Linked DNA regions of Mus musculus: region 1 is linked to region 2. A link is a contact called in public HiChIP or PLAC-seq data. All regions are on one chromosome and are shown on one strand. The core of a region is the stretch at or near the end of the contact, and the rest is flanking DNA. Distances in the headings are between cores, read along the strand shown.

The links. HiChIP or PLAC-seq counts read pairs in DNA pulled down with a chosen protein or histone mark.
Region 1: an HNF4G HiChIP or PLAC-seq map of pancreatic cancer cells shows a contact between it and region 2. The contact joins two enhancer-like sites. A contact is called at or near these places in 1 of 39 promoter capture datasets (cranial neural crest), 2 of 115 datasets of contacts at active chromatin or transcription factors (double positive thymocytes and pancreatic cancer cells) and 2 of 9 other capture datasets (adipose tissue and embryonic stem cells).

What each region holds. Positions count from the first base shown.
Region 1 is chr11:106,980,731-106,984,815 of GRCm38.p6, reverse strand. No RefSeq gene overlaps it. Among named protein-coding and RNA genes, the nearest start is that of Gm39424, 17 kb to the left of the region's middle. Within about 2 kb of position 2,270, at least 65 of the 459 cell types and tissues checked have an H3K27ac peak or open chromatin away from gene starts, as enhancers often do. A contact at or near this core is called in adipose tissue and pancreatic cancer cells, where this site is marked.
Region 2 is chr11:106,554,033-106,558,535 of GRCm38.p6, reverse strand. All of the region lies in intron 2 of Tex2 (testis expressed gene 2), which reads left to right. Among named protein-coding and RNA genes, the nearest start is that of Gm22711, 55 kb to the right of the region's middle. Within about 2 kb of position 1,600, at least 131 of the 459 cell types and tissues checked have an H3K27ac peak or open chromatin away from gene starts, as enhancers often do. A contact at or near this core is called in adipose tissue and pancreatic cancer cells, where this site is marked.

The DNA.
Region 1 (4,085 bases), core at 1,021-3,520, 430 kb before region 2:
AGAGTAATTTGTAGGACAGCCAGGGCTACACTGAGAAACCCTATCTCGGGTTGGTGAAGACCCACAGGATCTGAGCAGTAAGGGATTTTCTTGATATTCTGAAGACCCTAAATTTGACTCCCTTGGAACACACACCAAACACTCCAGATTGTTTGTACACTCAATAGTACTTTATCCGAATGGTGAATGCTATTCAACCTCCTGTCTTTTACTCCTGAGCCCTGTATTCACCTGGAAGTGCTAGGATGATCTGTGAGCCACCTATAATCCCGGCTCAGCACAGCTTCCTCAACTGAGTTATTTGAAGCTACAGTTGGGGCACTGTGGAGCCCCTCCCCAGGCTCTGAGTCGCTGTAGTGATCATAGCGGGGGCCGGAGAAACTAGCTCACCTTTGGCTTAATGCCATAACACGGCCCACGGGAATTTATGGAAACTAGAATAGTGGTCACTAGAGGTTACTCACAAACTGACCTTGAATGGTTGGCTGTCCCAGGTAATTTCAACCTCTTCCTGAATCCTTCATTGTTCAGTCCTGTTCCAACACTCCTGGGCTGGGTAATTGGAGTATGTCTTTATCTTGCTGGCCCTTAGAACCGTTGCTTGAGATACCCAAGATATCCAGTTCGGTAATGATTTGTTGTCTGGAAACTTCTTGGACCCTGATCTCTTCTCTTTGCTTGCTGGCTATGGTGTGAGCATTTTCTCTGGCACACAATTCCTTTCATTGCTATCCATCATCCCTACCAGAGGCCCCAAATCAGGAGCCAAAATCAACCCCTTAGAGCTTAATCTCGGTCATTTTGATAGCGACAGCTGACATTCATCCCAAAAGCTTGATGAAGCTCTGAAACTTGGAGCTGCCTCTGTTTTCCCAGAAAAGGAGGGATAGGGATTGGCTTCAGGTTCAGTTTCCCTGCAGGTTCCAGCGGGTGGGAAGGTCACTGGGGGCAGGGGGGGAATCTGGTTTCTTGTCCTCCTGCCAGACAGCCAGGTCCCTCGGAAGCAGATGCACCCCTCCTTGGGCATTTACCCAATGGGCTGGAGAGATGGCTCTCAGCTCACTGGCTATTCTTCCAGAAGTCCTGAGTTCAACTCCCAGCAACCACATGGTGGTTCACAACCATCTGTAATGGAATCAGATGCCTTCTTCTGGCATGCAGGGGTATATCAGATAGAGTACTCATACACATAAAATAAATACATATTTTTTAAAGAGTTTTCTCAAGCACTACTGTGGGGTGGAAAGGATTCCTTCCTAACCATGTAGAAATGGCAGGGCCAGCCTGGCTCAGGAGCTGTCTCTCTCCTGAGCAAGTGCCTGCTTTTCTAGACCTCTTCTTTGCCCTTGAAGGTGACAACTGCTCCCTACCCCTCTACTGTTTTAGCTGTGTAATTGTACTGGGAGAATTTGTTAGCTAAGGTCACAGCTGGCTCCCAGGTATCTCTTAGTCTCATGACCCCTGGTACAGTTTTGCTTGGGAGACTCAAATTTGCTGGGGCACAATGCTTGTTACGCACCCACTGGGAGATTTATAGGCAGACATGGAGAGAACAGACCTCTAGAGATAGGATGGGGTCTCGAAGCTTCTTCTTGTGATAAGTTGTAGCTATGTGATATGCCTAAAATGGAAGAGGTTAACTTCATTTTTACCCAACCCGAAGATAGCTCTGGCTGTCTTGGGAGCAGGATGGTCTTGAACTCACAGAGATCCACCTGCCTCTGTCTCTGGGAGAGACGTGAGAGCAGAAGTTCAAAGTCATTCTTTTTTTTTTTAAGATTTTATTTATTTGTTTATTTGTTTATTTATTTATTATATGTAAGTACACTGTTGCCGTCTTCAGACACTCCAGAAGAGGGAGTCAGATTTCGTTACGGATGGTTGTGAGCCACCATGTGGTTGCTGGGATTTGAACTCCGGACCTTCAGAAGAGCAGTTGGGTGCTCTTACCCACTGAGCCATCTCACCAGCCCCCCAAAGTCATTCTTGACTACAGAGCAAGTTTAAAGCCAGCTGGGACTCTGTAATACTCTGTCCTCTCCCACCAACCCCCCCCCAACAAAACAAACAAACAAACAAACAAACAAACAAAACCACAGACCAATCCAACAAAACAAAAGTCCTCAGAGCGTGTTCTGTGCTTCCCACATTGACAATCTAGCCTGTCTCTTTCAGGTAAAAATGGAAAGACATTCTCCTCTCCTTGTGCAAAGAAATGACTCATCATTCCCTTCCCGGAACTAATGTGGAGAGAGCTAGCAGGTTTCTAACATACTTCAGCTGTTCAGGAAATACTTTAAATAATTTCCTGCTGCAGAGGCTAAGAGGAAGGCCAACCAACTGGAAAGGCGTGTGCCTGCTCTCTCTCTGTCTGTCTCTGTCGTTATCTATCTCTCTGTCTCTCTCTACCTCTGTCTGACCTCAAGTTCAGTTCAGAAGGGCCCTTTACCCGTTCATGTAACACTCTGGACAGTCATCCTTTTTATGTGGAATTTGTTTGTTTGTTTTGAGGCCGGGTTTCTCATTGTAGTCTTGATTGGCCTGGAACTCACTCTGTAGACCAGGCTGGGCTCGAACTCAAGAGATCCAATTTGAGTACTGGGATTAAAGGCATTCACCACCACCACCATTTGGAGGGATTGTTATTTTTAAGAACGTGGATGTGAGAATCCTGGTATCTTAGACTTCCATTGTATTCTGGGCTTCCTAAGAAACCTTACAAATCTAAGTTAATTAAGCCTGGTAAGTCCTCTCTGTCATTATTGAAAGGTAGCCAGCTCTGAGATAGACTGGTTACCCTGGACAACAAATAGTGGCCAGATGGGAAGCCAGAGGCCCAAAGCAATGGCAAGGAAGAATGGAGTTAGGCAATGAGTAATTAATTGCCTCCCTCCTTTGCTTCAGCCTGCAGCAGGCCTCAAATGACTGCCATTTCTAACTGGGTCATTGAAACATTAGAGCAAACTTTCAGGTAATGGCTTAAGGGAAAAAAAAAAAAACAGAAAAAAAAAAAGCCTAAGATTCTAGTCTATTTAAATTGTTGGTTCTAAAGGCAGATTTTGAAATTCCCCTTCCCTCAGGGGGCATGTCACAGTGTGGAGACAGTTTTGGTTGTCACATGTGAGACAGGGCTATTTTACTGCCTCTGAACGTCCATAATGCATACAATAGGCCTCAGTAAAGACACATCCATGCTTAGGAATGTCAACAGCTTGGAGGTTACAAGCCCTGTGTTACTGTTGTTGTTACAAACTCTGTGTTACAGTTGTTGTTGTTACAAACCCTGTGTTACTGTTGTTGTTGTTGTTACAAACTCTGTGTTACTGTTGTTGTTACAAACTCTGTGTTACTGTTGTTGTTACAAACCCTGTGTTACTGTTGTTGTTGTTACAAACTCTGTGTTACTGTTGTTGTTGTTACAAACCCTGTGTTACTGTTGTTGTTGTTACAAACTCTGTGTTACTGTTGTTGTTGTTACAAACTCTGTGTTACTGTTGTTGTTGTTACAAACTCTGTGTTACTGTTGTTATTGTTACAAACTCTGTGTTACTGTTGTTGTTACAAACCCTGTGTTACTGTTGTTGTTACAAACTCTGTGTTACTGTTGTTGTTGTTACAAACTCTGTGTTACTGTTGTTGTTGTTACAAACCCTGTGTTGCTGTTGTTCACTAATGAGAGTAAATCCTCCCTCTGTAATCAGGCTTTGCCAGGACATCACAGTAATCCTCCCTCCTTAGCTTCCCAAGTGCTGGGGTTACAGGTGTGGGTCCTCACATGCGGATGAGACCCTGGCTTAAAGATTCAGGAGACAGCATGCCTTTTATCCCAGCACTTGGGAGACAGAGGCAGGTGGATTTCTAAGTTCGAGGCTAGTCTGGTCTACAAAAGTGAGTGCCAGGACAGCCAGGGCTACACAGAGAAACCCTGTCTTGAAAAACCAAAAAAAAAAAAAAAAAAAAAAAGATTCAGGAGACAGCTTCCAGGTACCCCAGGCTAAGCTGGAATCAGCCACCAGGGAAACACCCTGGGATTGGTTTATTTATTTACTTATGCATTTTATCTATTTTGAGGCAGGGTCTGATAA
Region 2 (4,503 bases), core at 351-2,850:
CCTAGGATCTTTGGTCTTGTATTAGGTGACTCTGGCTCCCAAGTGTCAATATATCAGAAGGGGCTAAACTCAGTAAGTACAAAATCCTGTTTGTGTGGCATTTGTGGGCAGGTGAAATTCAGCTACCTGTGCGTACATTTTGGAGGTGAGCATCAGCAGCAGTGGCCGCAGCCCTGGCTTCAGCTGCTTTTCTCTGGGGATGAGCAGGGATCTGAGTGACAGGCAGTTCCCATTGCCAGTGTAGCCACAGGGTAAGAGCATGCTGCAGTTTCTGCTGTCAGCCCTGGCGCCAGCCACACTGAGGACTCTCATCACTTCCTGGGGCCAAAGGATCAGGTCTGACCTCTGGCCAGCCCAGCATCCAGCCGAGCACAGAGTGCTGGCCTTGAACCCTTCCCTGGCACTGTGATTGGGAGCAAGCACAATAGTAGCTCCTCCAGACTTTATTATTTTGCAAAAGGTTAATTGTAGCTTTTAATCTTTCCCAGGATTAAATGGCCCTCTTTATAGATTGTGGTTTGTACTTCCAGCCAAACGGGGCTTCTGAGTCCAGCAGAGAATTGAAGAGAAACCCCTGACCTTTCCTAAATGCTGTCCCAGGTCCAGACTGTAGCCCAGACAGCTGCTGCCTATGACTGGTCATTGTCCCAGTGGTATGCACGGTCTCCATTTAAACAGTCCCAGGTTCAGAAAGAAGCAAGGCTTATGTGACATCTCAGTGGTGTGTGTGGAACGACGACAGGAGGCCCTTGGAGTGCGACACCAACCTGTGCCGGTGCTCTTTGTGCCTACTCCCATGCCTATAACAAAATAAAGCTGGAGAAATATCTCACCCGCTATGTTTAGGGTTAAGAATGTTAGAATGGGTGTGCAGAGGGCAGTGGAGGAGGGGCAACATGGGGGTTGGGAGGCATGCCACTCTGAGCGCTGTGTATCTGACTGCTCAAGTCACATGCAGTCTAACCCAGGGTGTCAGTCAAGTACCGGGAGAATTTGGGTCAGCTCATGGTAGGAAGAGGTAATTAGGTTTGTATGTGGAAACTGCATTTTGCAAGGGAGACCTGGTTTGACGTATTGTGGTATCTCAGAGGCAGACTCGGGGGTCAGACTGAGTTGATTTGGGCCAGCATCTTGGTCTAAGCCCCAGGCTTGTCTGCCCCAGGTTCCCATGTAACATGGCTTCAGCAGCAGTTCCTGTCGCTCCAGGATTCTTATTCTCTTACTCTGCAGTTTTATGTCTTTTACTTTGATTCTTCTCCTTGAGGAATTACAGTGACGGAGTCTCCTCCTTGCAAGTAATTGTTGAGCTTGTTCCTTTGTGGGTCTCCAGGAGTGCCATGGAGTTATGGGCTGGGGGCAGCCTGTTTAGCTCCTGAGCTCCAAGGATTTCATTTAACCCTCCGAGCTGTTTTCGGAGTCAGACTTCAGTCGTATGCTCGGTCACGAGACATTGCTGGGACTGAGGTGGGCCTTGTTCTCCCTGCTCTGTGGAGCTGGCAGTTTAGTAAAGCAATCAAAACAGGTCCAGGGCAGAGAAGGCGTCAGCTTTGCTTTGACCTGAAGGCTGCTAAGGCACTGCCCAGACTATTGGCCGTGTCATGGGGCCATGGTTGGAGGCCACACCTCAGTCAGCTAGATCTGAGGCCAGGTCCCAGCTGTACCAGTCTCCATCAAGAGGCAGGTCATTCCCCTGTTTTGAGCTTTGTTTCGAATGTGGTGGTAGGAAATTGGTGTGGTAAGCCACATGGTACACATGAAGTTCTGGGACACGATAAGAGCCTAGATACCAGGTGCTGTTGTGAGTACTCATTAGTACTTTCTCACTGTGCTTAAGACTGTCCATTCTTACTGTATGAATTATGCTCCCTGCCTTCTGTCAGCATGGAGAAATGTTGTGGTTTACATAGACTATGAGTTGGGATGAGGAAAGCAGGAAGCTAGGCTGAGCCTCTTTACAGGATGGAAAAGTGGGGGGCTGAGGGCTGAGCAGCCCCCACGGTGGGTGTCGCTGGCAGGTGTTGGGGCCTGGGTTGGAACCCGAGCTGCCAGATTCTTGGGATTCTTGCTGACACTGCGGGTGGCCAGGGCGTCTATCCACAGTCTTCTACAGAGTCAAATGTGAGCACGCACGTAGATCTCCTAAAGCTAGCCAAGGTTGGGAAGCTGTGGACTTTAGCCTCAACTAGAATAAAAGGACAAAGGCATTTCAGGAAGGAGGAGATCAGGAGATGAAAGGGAAGGGAAAATGAGCAGACCATGGCAGCTGGACAGCTGGGGAGATGAGGATGGGAGGGATGCTGCCTGGGTCAGACTGGGCAGATGTTGGAGCAGGCGTCATGGCCTGGGCTCCTTGCCTCTGCCACTGGAGTAGTAAGGTTTGATCTGTGTAGTTCGGCCTCAAACTCCTTTCCTTTGCATTGCTCTGGATCAGGTTGCCCTGGTATTTGTCAGAACATGGAGTGTGACCTGTATCTGTCAGAGCTGTCAGCAGAGGCTAACTGCTTACTCATCCCTGAACTTTGGTCCTGCTGAGTGGAGCCAGAGCCCAGGAGGGGCCTGTTCCTCAGGCTCCTGGGCTGAGCTCCTGCTCTGTGGCTACCCAGAAGCATTGTGGGGAAGGTTGGCTTTGTTTACCATATTACACAGGAACTGACCTAGGAAGAGAACTGATCTGCCGGTCCTTAGAGGGCTCAGGATAACAAAACCTGTGCACAGAGACTGTTCAGCCAGACTGTTCAAACAACCTTTGGTGTGTTGTCTATTTTCCAATCTGAAAAGCAGAGAAATAAGCTAAAAACTTGATAGAAGTTTCCCTACAGATGAGTATGCATTTAAAGAGAGGAAAGCATTTGGAGAAGTCTCTGCCCAGTGACCCCAGTGGGGTTGGTTTTGAAGCCACATAGAACCGTTGTTGATAGCTGAGCACAAGAGCGTGTGCTCTTGGAACTTGATAGTGCAAATCTAAATGCTGGAGAGGTGAAGATGGGGAGATCTCAATTTGGAGGCCAGACTGGTGTACATAATAACTCTCTCAAAACACTAAAGGAAAGAGGAAACCTGTCATCAAAATCCTGTCATGTGAAATCTAACAGGCGTTTACATGTCTTTAGTCCCAGCACTCTGGAGGCAGAAGCAGGAGGAGCTCTGGGAGTTCAAGGCCAGCCTGGTCTGCAGAGTTGAGTTCTAGGACAGCCAGGGCTACATAGAGAAACCTTGTTTCAACCCTTACTTTCAGAAAAAAAGAAAAGAAAGAAATTACTTTTCTCCCTGCTGAGTTGGGAGGAGGTAGAGACTCTTGTGTCCCAGATGTACGTAGTCCCCTCTGTAACCTGCTGTCATAGCTAGGCAAGGCATTGCTGCTGGCGCCATAGGGGACATTAATTCTGCTTTAGAAGAGATGTTGGAGGCCTCTCTTGTCCCTCGAACATGGAGTTCATGAAGCTGCCATGGCCTTAATCTCCCAGCCCCTTGTTTTATTTGTGTCCAGTTGTGACAAATCTGCATATCTCAGGGTGGTGGAGGCCCTGTGCTCCGCACCAAGTCAGCCTAATTATGGTCGGTGCCAACAAGTAACTGGGAGAGTGGAGAGGGGAAACCCCAGCTGTACAGTGGCTAAGGACTGTGGCAAGGAATCCCAGGCCAAGGGTGCCATCAGAAGTACTTCAAGTGCAAGAAATGAACAAATGTTGGCTCGTTAACAAAAGAGAAAGTGTAGAGAGAATGTTCTCTGTCCATAATGTGATTAAACTGGAAGTCAGTAACAGATATCCTAAAAATTCTCAAAATTTTGAAAATGAAACATACTTCTAAATAGCTTGTGGAAAGAAAGTTAGGAAATGTTTCCAATTTAATGAGCCAAGAAATCCAGCATGTAGCAAGTTTCATGGGAATTTAGAAGGAAATGTAGGATTTAGAAGGAAACTTAGCAGTAGTAGAAATTTATGTTCAAACAAAGAAGCTTTTGAGGAAAGTACAAATTACTGCCAGGGCCAAAGAAGGATGTCACCACAGATTCTCCAGACAATGGAGAGAGGGGCACAAACTCCTGTAGTGTGGCGGGAGGCCCAGACTGAGACTCTCCAGCCCACGGAAGAGCAGCAAGGTGGGGGGCTGGAGAGATGACTCAGCAGTTAAGAGCACTGACTGCTCTTCTAGAGGTCCTGAGTTCAATTCCCAGCATCCACATGGTGGCTCACAGCCATCTGTAATGGGATCCGATGCCCTCTTCTGATGTGTCTGAAGACAGCTACAGTGTACTCATATAAATGAAATAAATAAATCTTAAAAAAAAAAAAAGAACAGCAAGGTGTGGCTGCCAGCCTGGCCCCGAGGTGGGGGAAAGCCTGTGTAAGAAAAAAAGGGTTGGGAGAGATAGAGCAGGCATCTAGCATCTTCTGATGTTTATCCGACTATATAACCTGACCTGGACACGGCAAACCCACGCACAGGTACACAAACCCAAAGATTATAGTGAAATACTACAAAGCTGAGAACTTAGCTGAA